3 separate regions of the Mus musculus genome follow, and all the other regions are linked to region 1. The links are chromatin contacts, called in public HiChIP or PLAC-seq and promoter capture Hi-C maps. All regions are on one chromosome and are shown on one strand. Each heading gives the region's core, a stretch centred on a gene start, on an enhancer-like site or on the middle of the called end of the contact. The rest is flanking DNA. Distances are from core to core; before and after follow the strand shown.

Region 1 (4,516 bases), core at 1,556-4,055:
GACTAGGCCATCTTCTGATACAGCATCATCACTTAATCTTTATATCAGGAAGAGACAGATGATTTCTTTAAGACAGTGTCTCATGTAGCTCAGGCTGGCCTTGAAATCATCTTACTTCAGCGTCTCTCCGGCTGAAGTTACACTAGGCCCAGGATCCTAACCAGAAATAAGTAGGAAGGAGAACAAGTGAGAATAAAGTATAATGACATATGTGGATAGAAATGTCCCTGGAAATTCCATTGGTTTGTACGCTAGCCTAAAAACAAGGAAAAGGAGAATTATCAACTGAAGAATGATAATTGTTATTGATTTTTAAAATATCTTTTATTTGATACTTATAGACACAAATGTGCAAGTATGTTTATCAATATATATTCATTGGGCGTGGGTGGGTAGGGGAACAGGGCGCAGGGAGGGTATAGGGAATTTTCGGGATAACATTTGAAATGTATATAAAGAAAATATCAAATAAATAAATAAATAAATAAATAAAAGAAAAAATTCATGTTGAGTAAGAAGATTAATTTCTTAGGAAGTGTAAGTATGACGACTATACATAAGATTCTTAACTCTTAGAAGCAGTTTTTCATTTTTTATGACACTTTTATATGTTTATGTGATGAAATTTAATTCTTTCCATGTCCCATACTCCTCTGTCACCCACTACCTTCCCCCACAGGAGGCTATCATATCAACAACCCCCTCAGACTTTTAAGTCTCTACCCCAAGGGTGACCCAGAATTTAGTTAATTAGCAATGACTGAGGGGAATTTGGCAGGGACTGTTGGCTTGCATTCTCTTGTCTGCGTCTTCTTATGAAATACGGATGTCCTTTTCCTCTAGACACTGAAAGAGGATTTCTCACTCCCTCTCCCTCTCATGTGAAGATCTCATGGCATGGGCCAGGGTCATCTTCCTCTTTGTGTCATTTTCTCAGATGTCAGCATACCTTATTTGGTGGGAGGATTCCTACATCTCACCATGCTGCGTTGCAAAGATTGCATTATTGGATTGAATGTGGATATTGAGATAGGCAGACACAACCCCTCTATGACATATCCAGGAATACTCAGTAAGACTTGTGTGGCAGACTATGTAAGATGAAGGCTCTCACTCGCTGCTGAGTGCTCTATTGTCTCTATCCATATTAGACTTTGAGAGGTACATACTCATTTTCAGATAACAACTGCTCCCATCTTCACCAGTACACCTGGCAGGCCCATAATGGCTTCCAAGTAAATAAGGGCTTTGTTCCTAAGGACTGATGGGTCCAAAAGCCTGAGGTACCTATACAAGTATGCTCGTAGTGCTACCAGTTTCTTAAGTCAGAGCTGAGTTTGTATCCCATGATCAGGGAGAATACTGAGTTTTTGAGATCTTGTCTCAAAAAACAAAACAAAACAGAACAAAACAAAAACATCTTGACAGCAGGTGGTAGGTAAATCCACTCTTACAGCAGATATGTTTGGGATTTGCAATATAGTATCTTTTCTCTGGCATGAGAAGTCCACCACCCTGAACAGTCTCCTCAAGGGCAAACATTCGAGGATGATTGTCCTTGCTCTTCCTCACAGTCTCTGGGAATTGGAGGAGAGTGCATTGTTTCCAGGTGTGCCACTGCCTCAAGTCATAAAGATGAGGAGTTTCTTAGTTTAATAAGTGCCAATTGACAAGTCCTGATGAAGACTCACTCTAGCTATCCCTTTAGTATTGCAGCTTTTTTTTTATTAGCACACTCTAGCCTTGAAAAAGTCTTCAAATTTTGTTTTGTGGACTCTGACTTCCATTCATGGAAAACCTTCTTCTCCAATTCAATCATATCCTTAAACTAAGTCTATTCTCATTTCTTTGATGTTCTCCTTGTTGACTTACAGCAGTAATCAAGTGATGGTTGTTTCAAAACTGTACTTATTTGATCATTTTTTGTTAATCTGAGAATTGCAAGAGAGGAGAGAGAGAGAGAGAGAGAGAGAGAGAGAGAGAGAGAGAATGAGAATTTATTTTTATGTTTCAGGCTATTATATGTATCATAAGAGTCCAGAAGAATGAAGCCAGTGCAACAGTAAGTAATTCCAAGTCTTAAAAACTTAGTAGACTTTGTTCTAGTCCCTTGTTCTAGTTTTGAAATTTCCATCTTCGAGTATCCATGTCTTCTTCTCCTTATTTGAAAATAGTAATGCTAATATGTGCTAAAGCGTAATTCTTAGAGAGGGCGACAGAATGAGAATGCGGGTGTGCTGTGAAGTAACTAAGGCAGAATCATTCCCAGTAAATGTTTGCGCCTATCTATTTCTACTCCATGATAAACCTCCAAGAGAATCATTCGCTTTGTGTCGCTGGAGTGATGTACTTTGGATGCTCAGCTGTGATTCCTCCATCAGGCAATAAATTTCCTTGTGGAGAGCCTTCCGCCAATGCTGCCGACTCCAGGCAGTTATAGAGTATTTACTACAATGGATGGCATGAACACATGAAAGGATGTGGGGATGCAATCAGAGTTCTAACAAGCCAGTGTCGAATTCAAGACACTCAAACTGCTTAAAAGTTTATGTAGGCCATACCAATTAATCGTGTCAGTTTCAATGGGGAGTGTAACCAATGTCTTTTAAGACTGTAGTCAATGGATCAGTCATACAGTTGATCTAAAACGACAGTCATGCATCATACAGCATTTCAGTTTTCTTCAGAAGTTACAGCCTCAGAAACAGGATCTAGAGGAAAAAAGGGAAATTACTCCAACGCGTTTTCATTTCCTGCTTTGGGCACTGGCTTGACTACTTAAGCTGTGCTCCATGAACCTCGCAAAGGGCTGTTTCAGGGTTTGGGTTAGTGAGCCTCATCCTGGCAGTTATTTTATAGTAAAGAACATTCAAGTGCTCTGCCTACCTAGGGCCCTGTGAAGCAATGAAATATCACTCTCATATAGAGAATCTGGATGAAGATGGATATACTCAATTAGACTTCAGCACTCAAGACATCCATAAAAGGCCCAGGGGATCAGAGAAAGGTATCCATTTTCTTTCTGCTAACAGCACCTTTGTTCTCATTAACTGAAATAACAGAAGTAGAGACCTGGAGAGATTCTTGATTTGTAGAACTGCCTACAAAAATATATTTTCATATATGCGTGTGTGTATGATATATATTTGGTATATGTGGTATGTATATGATATGTATATATATATATATACATGTATACACACATATATATGTATGTATGTATATATATGTATATATATATATATATATATGTATATATATATATATATACATGTATACACACACGTGTGTGTGTGTGTGTGTGTGTGTGTATAGTTTTAAAGACTGCTGGAAGTCATCAACGACTTCCACAAATTGCTTTTGGTTTATGGCAGAAAACAGGACTACTCTACTCTACAGTCAGAGGTAGCACTGGTAACATGAGTAAAAGAGAAAGATGAAAGAATTTTAGTAGAGTTGCTTTTTCCTTGTTTTTTAGCAACTTGTGAGGGGGCCAGGAAACAGATAAACGAACAACCTGTACAATCATACAACACAGTATGCTAAAGTCATGGTCCTCTATGCAACCATAGAGGAGTGTGTGGGAAATAAAAATGAATGCATCTTTGGTTAAACCCAAAGAGAAGCCAGGAGTCATGGGGTGTAAATCCCAAATCCGCTATGCTCTTTTGGTAAGAGATTAATTTGGATTTTATAAAACGAGATGTTAGTATGTCAGCTATGGAAAACACAAGCTACATTAAAATGTCTCATTATCAGGAGATAGATATTAAAACGGAAACAAGACAAGAATAAAGGACATTAAAGTCCTAACACGGAGTGAGTGTTTTAGTCTCTTTCAGGGTCACCTATTGGGCAGCTCTATGACTTGGCTTTCTGTTGTTGGTATCATCAGCTTAAAACAAAAATCAGTTCGCTGTTAACTTAAAGGAAGAGATGACTGACGGGTTCTAATGTCAGTTTGTTTTCTTCCGCTTTTTGATGTTCACATTATGCAATTATTTATAACCACTTACACAATCACTCTCTTGTGAAATTTGCTTGGAAAATAGTCTAAAAATTGATTGAGGGAAGGGGCATGGCTTATATGCGTATGCTGCGTAAACTAAAGTGCTCAGTCCCAGCAACAGTATTTGAAGGTACTATTGATCTAATTTCAAAACTTGGAAATAAAAAAAATAAATAAAAACAAAGGCATAGAGAAAATAACTTGTTTAAATCATGCACCATATAAATGACAAGAAAAAGCTATCCTTAGTCATTGGTGCTGTTTCTCCTACAGAAAGCTATTTGCTCTGTGACCAAGTAGGACTTCAGGGAATGGATAGTGTCCAGATCTATAGACTAGCCTGTGAGCCTACAATGGAGGAGTTACAGATGGTATGGCCATGATGCCATGGCTGAAGCAATGGAGGAAGAGGCATCCTGAAGTTGGAGGAAAATGGAGATTTACACTACAATGTTAGATTCTCAAGTCGCTAGAGCCTAGTGTCTGCTGATCCCTTTAGAACCACCC
Region 2 (4,286 bases), core at 482-2,981, 650 kb after region 1:
CCCCTGCCACTCTGTCACAGGAAAAGTGGTCTATCAGCTGCATGGGCAATAACAATCGTCACTGGTTGTTATTTTTAGTTTCTTTACGATTTGTGGCTTAGAGGCTTTTGGAAGCACTTGCTGATGAAAGTATCTCCCCTCACATCTCTTGATTTTAGTAAGGCCACTGTAGATCCATCATGGTCAGGCTTCAGAACATGCAACATTTCAATGTTGGGCTTGCAGAGATGGCTCAGTAGTCAAGAGCACCAGCTGTCCTTCCAGAGGGACAATTCCCACCTTACATGGCAACATGGCAGCTCACACCCACAGAACACCAATACACATACAATAATAAAGTAAACCTAAAAACCACCTTAAACGTCAATCCTCAAAGATTTATTTTTCATCTAATCTCAGCTTCAGACTTCTCTGTACTCTATTGATCTTTCTAATCTATCCTCTTATTCACTGACCCGAAGGCTGTTTGCTTAAGCATAATCCATGAGCCACCTCAAATATTTGGAATGTTATTCACACATTTCCCACTGAAGATACTCGTGATATCTAGGGAAGAGAGGAGGGTTAAGTATAGGAAGTGAATTATTAACAAACTTTCAGGTGATTCTTATATATACTAAAGCCTGAGGTCCTGATGTATTTGAAATTTATATATACACTAACATTTCAGCACTGGTTGAAATTAGTACTGTTGCCTGCTAGGTTTAGTAATCTGAGCAAAATAAATACATAGGATCTCTCAGGATGGACAAGTCTGGAGAATCCCATACACTTGTTGAAGTCTTAGGTTTCAATAGCATGAGTATTGAGTGAGGGGACTGTCATCAGTGACAGCTGAGGACATTTCACAGTGTCTTAAGTGATCTGTGAGATACTAACACAGGCTTACCCATACTTCATAGTCATTATGGTCATGGAAAAATGAGTGTGAGCCCCAAGTTGTCTGTACACATCCCCTGTCTCCTAGAACTCACAGCCAGCAGACTGCTGCCAGTACCCGATACTTGTTCAACTCCACTCTGACCACAGAAAGTGGCTTTAAGGAAATCCTTGATTTTCTTCTTCTTTTTCACTTGTGATATGACAATACCCGACATGGGGGCATTTGTGGTCCTTGCTCTAAGGCTCTAGGCCTACAAATCCTTCGATGAGTTAGCACATCCCATAGACCCAAGTCCTCCACTCCCTGAGCTCTGAATGATGGAGCCCTTAGCTCAGAACAGCACTGAGTGGGACCTGCTGCTTTTCCTGTTGTGTTGCCATGGGTTCTCACCACAGCAGCATCTCCACAATCCACAGCTCCCTTCACAGTATGCAAATTTCAGGAGGATGTTAGAGCTTCAACTCACGTCAGATAGTACCGTGGACATTTGTGTCCTAATCCACATTTTCATAACATAGAATAAAATGTCACACATCTTAATCCCTGGGGGCTGAGGGAAAGGTAAATTTGAACTCAGGATAAATATTTCACTCATTGGAGATCTGAGAGGATAACTCATAACGGATGGTTAGAGGAATAAGAACATAAGAAAGACCTTTCCAGAAATTTGTTAGAAACCAAACCGTACGTTCTGTATGTGGCACATTCTTGTCTAAAGAAAAAAAGAAAAGGAAGCCTGAGAGTAGGACAGACACCAGGTCAATAGCTATGGAGAAACCCTCAGCCACCAGTGTGGGCGGGTGTGGACACACACAGCACAGCATACCCAGCGGACTTCCTTTTTGGCTCATTTCACCTCACAGGACTCAAAGTTTGTCCCTGTTCACGAGGCCGGTGTCAAGTCCCTCCATCTACAATGGATTCAACAACACTGGTCTATGCAGATTTAAACCTAGCCAGGATCCAAGAACCTAAGCATGATTCACCTCCATCTCTTTCCCCAGGTAAGCAGCTTGCTTCTGGCATTTGAATTATCTTCCAGAGTTAAGATTATCCTCCAAAACTTATGGGTGTAAGTCATTGATTTAAAGGTGACAAGCAGGTATATGTTAGAGTTAAATAGTATAGCTATCCTGCCTGCAGAAAACCACAGTTCTACAAATGCCATAGAGTCCATTTTTACTCGTGTAGTCAGAAGGAAATCCGAACATTACTTCTCCTATTCTGCCTTTGCTAAGAATTCTAAGAAAGAATATTTTACTCCCATGAGCCAAGGGGTGGTTTAAGAGATACTTGCTGCATTCCATTGCTAATTCCAAATTCGTCTACAGAACATGGACACTACGATCCCGTTCTACCTTGGTGGCAACCCCAGCTCTCCCTTCACAGTGAAGTGTGTAGACGTCATTGTTAATGTCTTTGTCGCCTGAAAAGGAAGACATTCGTTGTGGGGAAAGTCATAGTAAAAATGAAAGGTCTGAATTAAATTAAAAGCCAGTAATTTTTATATATTAAAATTTATTCAATTTGTTAAAAAGCTGGTTCTTTCTCTCTTGCAAAGTATAACAGCTATAAGTGGAGGAACCACAAGTTACCTGAGCCAGTTGGGAATTAATCTTTCAATGCTGGCCAAAAGTAGCACTCTTGTCCACCAGAGGATTTAATGATTCTAGCAAAAGAAATGTGGAAGTCTACCAAGAGGTGAAGTATGTGACATAAGGATGGCTGAGATGTAAGAGAACAGAAACTCAGGTAGAGAGTGTATAAAATAATCATGAAAACAAAATTCTAGTCTGCTGTCTAACTGAACACAGGGCAGTTGTTTTCCAATATGATGTTCTCTATGTGTTGTAACATGTGGACTTCCAACTTTAGTGGTTCTTGTTAGAAACTATTAAATTGTCAAAGGTTTGAGTCAAGGAGAAAGTCTCAGAGTCACCAAATAAATTTCATTATAATGTTTACGTAAGGGTCAGTGGAGAGTGGAAGAGGGCCTGGTAGATAACTCCACGGGGAGTGATGGTGTCAGCTATTTTGTGTTGGGAAAAAGCAAGTCTTTGTTTTCCCATCATGCCTAACAAAAGTGGAGAAAAGACCTTGTTGAAAATGGTATAAGAAAACCAGCAAGATTCTGCTGAAAAGACCCTGATATAGCTGTCTCTTAGGAGGCTATGCTGGTGCCTGGCAAACACAGAAGTGGATGCTCACAGTCAGCTATTGCATGGAACACAGGGCCCCCAATGTAGGAGCTAGAGAAAGTACCCAAGGAGCTAAAGGGGTCTGCAATCCTATAGGTGGAACAACAATATGAACTAACCAGTCCCCCCAGAGCTCATGTCTCTAGCTGCATATGTATCAGAAGATGGCCTAGTCGGCCATCACTAGAAAGAGAGGCCCATTGGTCATGTAAACTTTATATGCCCCAGTACAGGGGAACACCAGGGCCAAGAAGTGGGAGTGGGTGGGTAGGGAAGTGGGGGTGGGTGGGTATGGGGGACTTTTGGGATAGCATTTGAAATGTAAAATAAGAAAATACCTAATAAAAAAAGAAGACTAATATAGAGAAAAATAATAATGCTTTCCTCAAATCCTACTGTCTATGATCCCAAATCAAGAAAACTAGAGGGCTGTCGAGATGTTTCAGCGGTAAAGGCTAGGCTCACAACCAAATTCATAAAAAGTGTCTAGGAAGTCTTTAAAACAGATAAAAAGAAGTAATCATTATCCTAAAGGTTACTAATCTGGAAATAAACCTGAAGAAAAGAAACAAATAACTAGAATAAAAATAATGTTTGAGCATAATATTTGAAGAGAAAATGCTGACGCACTGGCATAGTAACTGTGAAACCGCCAAGACCTGTTAGCTAAAGGACTCAAACTGTGGTAAGCTCGAAGCACCACGATTAGATCTGCCAGCAAAAAGGACCGGAAAGGGGGACGGGGGCAGTGACCTAGTTTCTTTGTGGTTAAATGACCAAAGGTCTGTTTTGATAGTACAATGGGTAAAATAGGTACGAACGCCCCTGGAGTTTGTTCATTCATTCAGAGATAACTAATTACTATAAGATAAATAATGCTCTGGACATTGGGGAAATAGCCATGAAGAAACAGGAAAACATCTTTCTCCCTGTGGATTTTATATTATTGTGAAGTTTAAAATCAGTGATATAAATACTTGCATCAACAACTTTGAGATGTTGAATGCCAACAAGAAAAGCATCTAGGTGGAACTTGAGAGTTTTGTCTTGAGAGACAGCATCATGTCAAACAGAGTCATCAAGGCAGGCCTTTTAGGGAGATGATGCTGGAGTCCAGCGCTCAAAGATGCTGGGGACCAAGGCTCAGTGTCTGAGAGATGAGTCTTCTAGGAAGCTGGACCTGCGAATGCAAAGGGAGAACATGC
Region 3 (4,178 bases), core at 784-3,283, 680 kb after region 1:
TTCACGCCTTAGCCAGTGCCTGTTAAAGAGAACATCACACCTCAGAACTGTGACTTTTCACAAGGCCACTGTGGATTCCTAGAAGCCATAGACACCTTCAGAACTCAGTAAAACCTCTATGTCCTCAAAGCACCATTTGAATCTTCTGCTAAGAGCATCAGCCTTCTCCTTCCTGACCTTTCTAACGCATCTCCACAGTTTTCATTGGTTTCCAGGTTATTAGGTGGTTATAAGCCACCTAAATATTTGCAGAGTTTATTCACACACTCCCCACCTAAGGCTCCTGTTATCTTGGCAAAGGAAAGGGATTATGGGCAGAAACAAGCATCACTAATAAGCATTTGGGTGTGTTCTTTATATACTAAGGCTTGAGGTTCTTATATATGCTGAAATCTTTTATGTACTAAAAGTTGAATCCATTTTCATGGATTCTCTATATTTGACTGTAAAATATCATGACTAAAGATGAAAAATATTGTGTGATTGCTAAAATCTTCGGTCTAGGCAAAGCATGAAGCGTCAGGAACATAGGCAATTGAGTGCTTGCCTCAAATTCACGAGGACTGAAAAAAAAATAGATGGAGCATGGTGCAGAACCCTATGCTCAGCCTTGTGTTGAGTAAAATGGCTGTCATCAGAGACAGCTGAGGAGGCCCCACTGAGTCTTAAGTGAGCTGTGAGGCCCTCATATATAATTCCCCCTGCTTCCTTCTTCAGTGATCTTGTGGCATATGCTATGAGTGTGCACCTTCTGTCTCCTGGAACTCTCAGCCAGCTGACACCTGCACTGTCATTTAGTGATGAGTGCCTGGTACAATTCCATTCTGACCACAGAAGGTGACTTTAAGGAAGTCCTTGCTTTTCTTTATCACTTATAATGTGTGAATGTGTGACTCGGCATTAGTAGTCCTTGCTCTAAGACTCTAGGCCTGGAAACCCTTGGAGGAGTTATCACATCCCATAGACCCAAGTCCTCCACTCCCTGAGCTCTGACAGATGAAGTCCTTTCACTCAGGTGAATGATGTTACACCCACCTGGACCTTCAGGACAGGGTAGAGCCAGAGCTGCAGGTGTCGCTCCGCCCTCAGTGTTTTTCCTGTTGTGTCAGTCATGAATTCTTCCCACAGTCATGACATGTCCACATCTCACAGCTTCCTTCACAGCATGGATGTTTCAGGAGGATCTTAGAGCTTCAGCTCATGTCACGTATAACTGTGGACTTGCACATATTACTATTTATTTTTACAATAATATATTGTATCTTGATTGCTGGTAAATTGGTAAAAATCAGTCACTTAAATTTGAATTGAGGAAGAATGTTGCATTTCACTGACCCTCGGCTGCATTCACCTTGAGAGAATAACTCAAAACAAATGGTTACCAGATTCAGAACAAAAGAAGACCACATGTTACACCTTCCTTTCTTAAGACAATAACATGTAATGGGAGCAGATGCAGAGACCCACAGCCAAACATTAGGCAGAGCACAGGAGCCCCATGAAAGTGGCAGAGGAAGGACTGTGGGAGCCAGAGGCATGGAGGACACCAGGACACCAGGAGAACATGGCCCACAGAATCATCTAAGCAGGGCTCATAGGGACTCACAGAGCCTGAAGCAGCAGTCATAAAGCCTGCATGGGTCTGCACTAGGCCCTCTGCATATATGTTATGGCTGTCAGCTTGGTATTCTTCTGGAATTCCTAACAGTTGGAGTTCGAGTGTCTCTGACTCTTTTCCCTGCTCATGGGAATCTTTTCCTCCTGCTGCACTGTCTTATCCAACCCTGGTAAGAGGATTTGTGCCCAGTCTTATTGCATCTTGTTATCCTGTATTCAGTTGATGTCACTGGGAGGCCTGTTCCTTTCTGAAGGGAGACAAAGGAGCAGTGGATCTGGGGGAGCGGAGAGGAAGGGGAAGTAGGAGGAAAGGAAGGAAGGAAAGCTGTGGTCATGGTGTTTTGTATGAGGGAAGAACACAGAAAAAAAAAAAAAAGACAGTAGTGTGTAAGCTGTGTGGGTGGGACAGACAGCAAGGTCAGTCAGTAACCATGGAGAAACCCTCAGAGACAGGAATCAGTGGGTGTGGGAACAGAGCAGAGCATTCACAGAGGACTTTCTTTTGCTTATTTCACCTCAAAGGCCTTGGAGTTTGTCCCTTCTCACCACCAGTTAAGTGTTGCATCTCCTGTGAAATGGACACAGCAAGTATCTACCTCGGTTTAAAGCCACCCAGGACACTGGGGGCTTGGCATGAGTCACCCCCATCTCTTCCCCCAGGTCAGTCACTTTATTTTTCCTTGTAACATTAGAATATCTTCCAGAGTTATGATTTTTCTTACAGTTTTAAGTTATTGCTATGAAAGTGAGCAACCATCTACCAGCGCTGAAGAGTGTAGATGGCTACAACTTTGGATTAATAAAAAGCTCACTGGTTCCATCTTTAATCAGTCAGTCAGTGTGAAACTTGAGCAGGTATTCTTTTGACTTTAGCCACAAGATCCTGAAGATATTTCATATCTACAAGGAAAGAGATTCTTCTGGCAGGCAGACTCACTATAAAGCGTCTTGCCTGGTCCAGACTTCTCTGCAGAACACAAACACCACGACTCCTCTCCATGCCATTCTAGCACTGAGCACTGGAGGAGTTGAGGGATGTGGCACCCTGTTTGCCAGAAATGTGGAAGACTGATAGGAGGCATTTATGAAGGGTACCATGACTTAGGGATGGATGAAAAGAGACAGACACAGAGGCCGAAAGTATGTCTACAGTGGTCATGGTATGGTATGGAGTTCAGTGACATAACTGAGTTTCCTTATCTAAAACTGCAGTGCTTAAAATCTAGCCTGTCTATACTGTGTCAAGAATGTAAACCCACAACTCTTTAAGGCTGTTTGTCAGAAACTATAAAAAAAAATAGTTAAAAAAAAAATCAGGAAGCCGGGCATGGTGGTGCATGCCTTTAATTCCAGCACTTGGGAGGCAGAGACAGGCAGATTTCTGAGTTCGAGGCCAACCTGGTCTACAAAGTGAGTTCCAGGACCTCCAAGACTATACAGAGAAACCCTGTCTCAAAAAACTGAAAAAAAAAGAAAAAAAAAAATCAGGAAAAAAGTACAGAGAAAAAAGTCACCAAAACTGCATTATAAACTTTACATAGGGTCTGGGAAAGTGGAGGGTTTTGTTGACCAGAGGGGGATTTGAGGGGCCAGTTATGTGTGGTAGGTGCAGGCAAGTGTTTGCTTTCCCTGTTTATGATTGCAAACATGGAAGACATGACTTGAGAAGCTGAAGGTTTGGGGTTTTGTTTTCCCACTGAGTCTAGACAGCACTGCCAGTGTGTGCATGGGCTTAAGGTCATGACCTGGAGCACAGGTGGCCTCATAGGGACTGTATCCTTGAACAAAACTGACTCTCCCACTCCTAGCAGCCATCAGCTGTCAATGACTCCCCAGATGACGTTGGAACTCCATGCCCAACTCCCCCGACTACTCTGGGCCTTTACCTGACTTGAGCTTTCGAAGGTCTTGTGCAGGCTATCACAAATGGCCTGAATTCATATATGCAACTGCCCTACTGTGTCTGAAAGACAGTGTTTCATTGAAGTTGTCCACCATCTCTGGCTCTGCAGTCATTCTTTCCCCTCTTCTGTGATAATGGCAGAGCTTTGTTTTGCGGTGGGATGAGATGCAGATGTGCCACTTAGGACTGAGTACTTTATAGTCTCCTATTCCCTACTTGTTCTGGGTGGTGCACACCTATAATTCCACCACTTGGGAGGCAGAGGCAGGAAAATCAGGAGCTCAAGGTCATCTTCAGCCACACAGAGGGTTAGCAGTCAGCCTGGACTAAGGGGTAACCCTGCCTTTAAAGTGTAGGAAAGAATGCTGTGAAAACCTCATTGTATAATATGTACTTAGTGTATGCTCTCTCTCTCTCTCTCTCTCTCTCTCTCTCTCTCTCACTCTCTCTCTCTCTCTGTGTGTGTGTGTGTGTGTGTGTGTGTGTGTGTGTGTGTGTGTAAAACAATGTACATAGAGTCTGGTACTGGCCAGTTTCAGTTCCTCTATCCACTGAGGGCTTTGGAATTCAGCCAATAAGGAGGGATTAACACAACTGAAATACTGAAATATTGTCTGAAATCACAAGATGCTTCTCCTTGGATGCCACGCCTTTGATC

The links. Promoter capture Hi-C pulls out the DNA fragments that hold promoters and counts their contacts. HiChIP or PLAC-seq counts read pairs in DNA pulled down with a chosen protein or histone mark.
Region 2: a contact with region 1 is called in a promoter capture Hi-C map of neutrophils. The contact joins the promoter of Klrb1b here to the promoter of Clec7a in region 1. A contact is called at or near these places in 14 of 39 promoter capture datasets (the 3T3-L1 cell line, 3T3-L1-derived adipocytes, the C10 cell line and 10 more) and 3 of 115 datasets of contacts at active chromatin or transcription factors (astrocytes, bone marrow-derived macrophages and fibro-adipogenic progenitors).
Region 3: a contact with region 1 is called in an H3K4me3 HiChIP or PLAC-seq map of bone marrow-derived macrophages, with 7 times the contacts expected there. The contact joins the promoter of Klrb1c here to the promoter of Clec7a in region 1. A contact is called at or near these places in 5 of 39 promoter capture datasets (the C10 cell line, cranial neural crest, frontonasal cranial neural crest and 2 more), 1 of 115 datasets of contacts at active chromatin or transcription factors (bone marrow-derived macrophages) and 1 of 9 other capture datasets (macrophages).

Annotation. Positions count from the first base shown.
Region 1 is chr6:129,471,074-129,475,589 of GRCm38.p6, reverse strand. Clec7a (C-type lectin domain family 7, member a) reads left to right here and starts at 2,805. Exons shown (of 5, transcript NM_001309637.2): 1 at 2,805-3,007. The coding sequence starts at 2,905. All of the region lies in intron 2 of Gm45969 (a long non-coding RNA gene), which reads right to left.
Region 2 is chr6:128,823,760-128,828,045 of GRCm38.p6, reverse strand. It overlaps Klrb1b (killer cell lectin-like receptor subfamily B member 1B), which reads left to right and starts at 1,731. Exons shown (of 6, transcript NM_030599.4): 1 at 1,731-1,887. The coding sequence starts at 1,800.
Region 3 is chr6:128,786,496-128,790,673 of GRCm38.p6, reverse strand. It overlaps Klrb1c (killer cell lectin-like receptor subfamily B member 1C), which reads left to right and starts at 2,033. Exons shown (of 6, transcript NM_001159904.1): 1 at 2,033-2,277. The coding sequence starts at 2,049.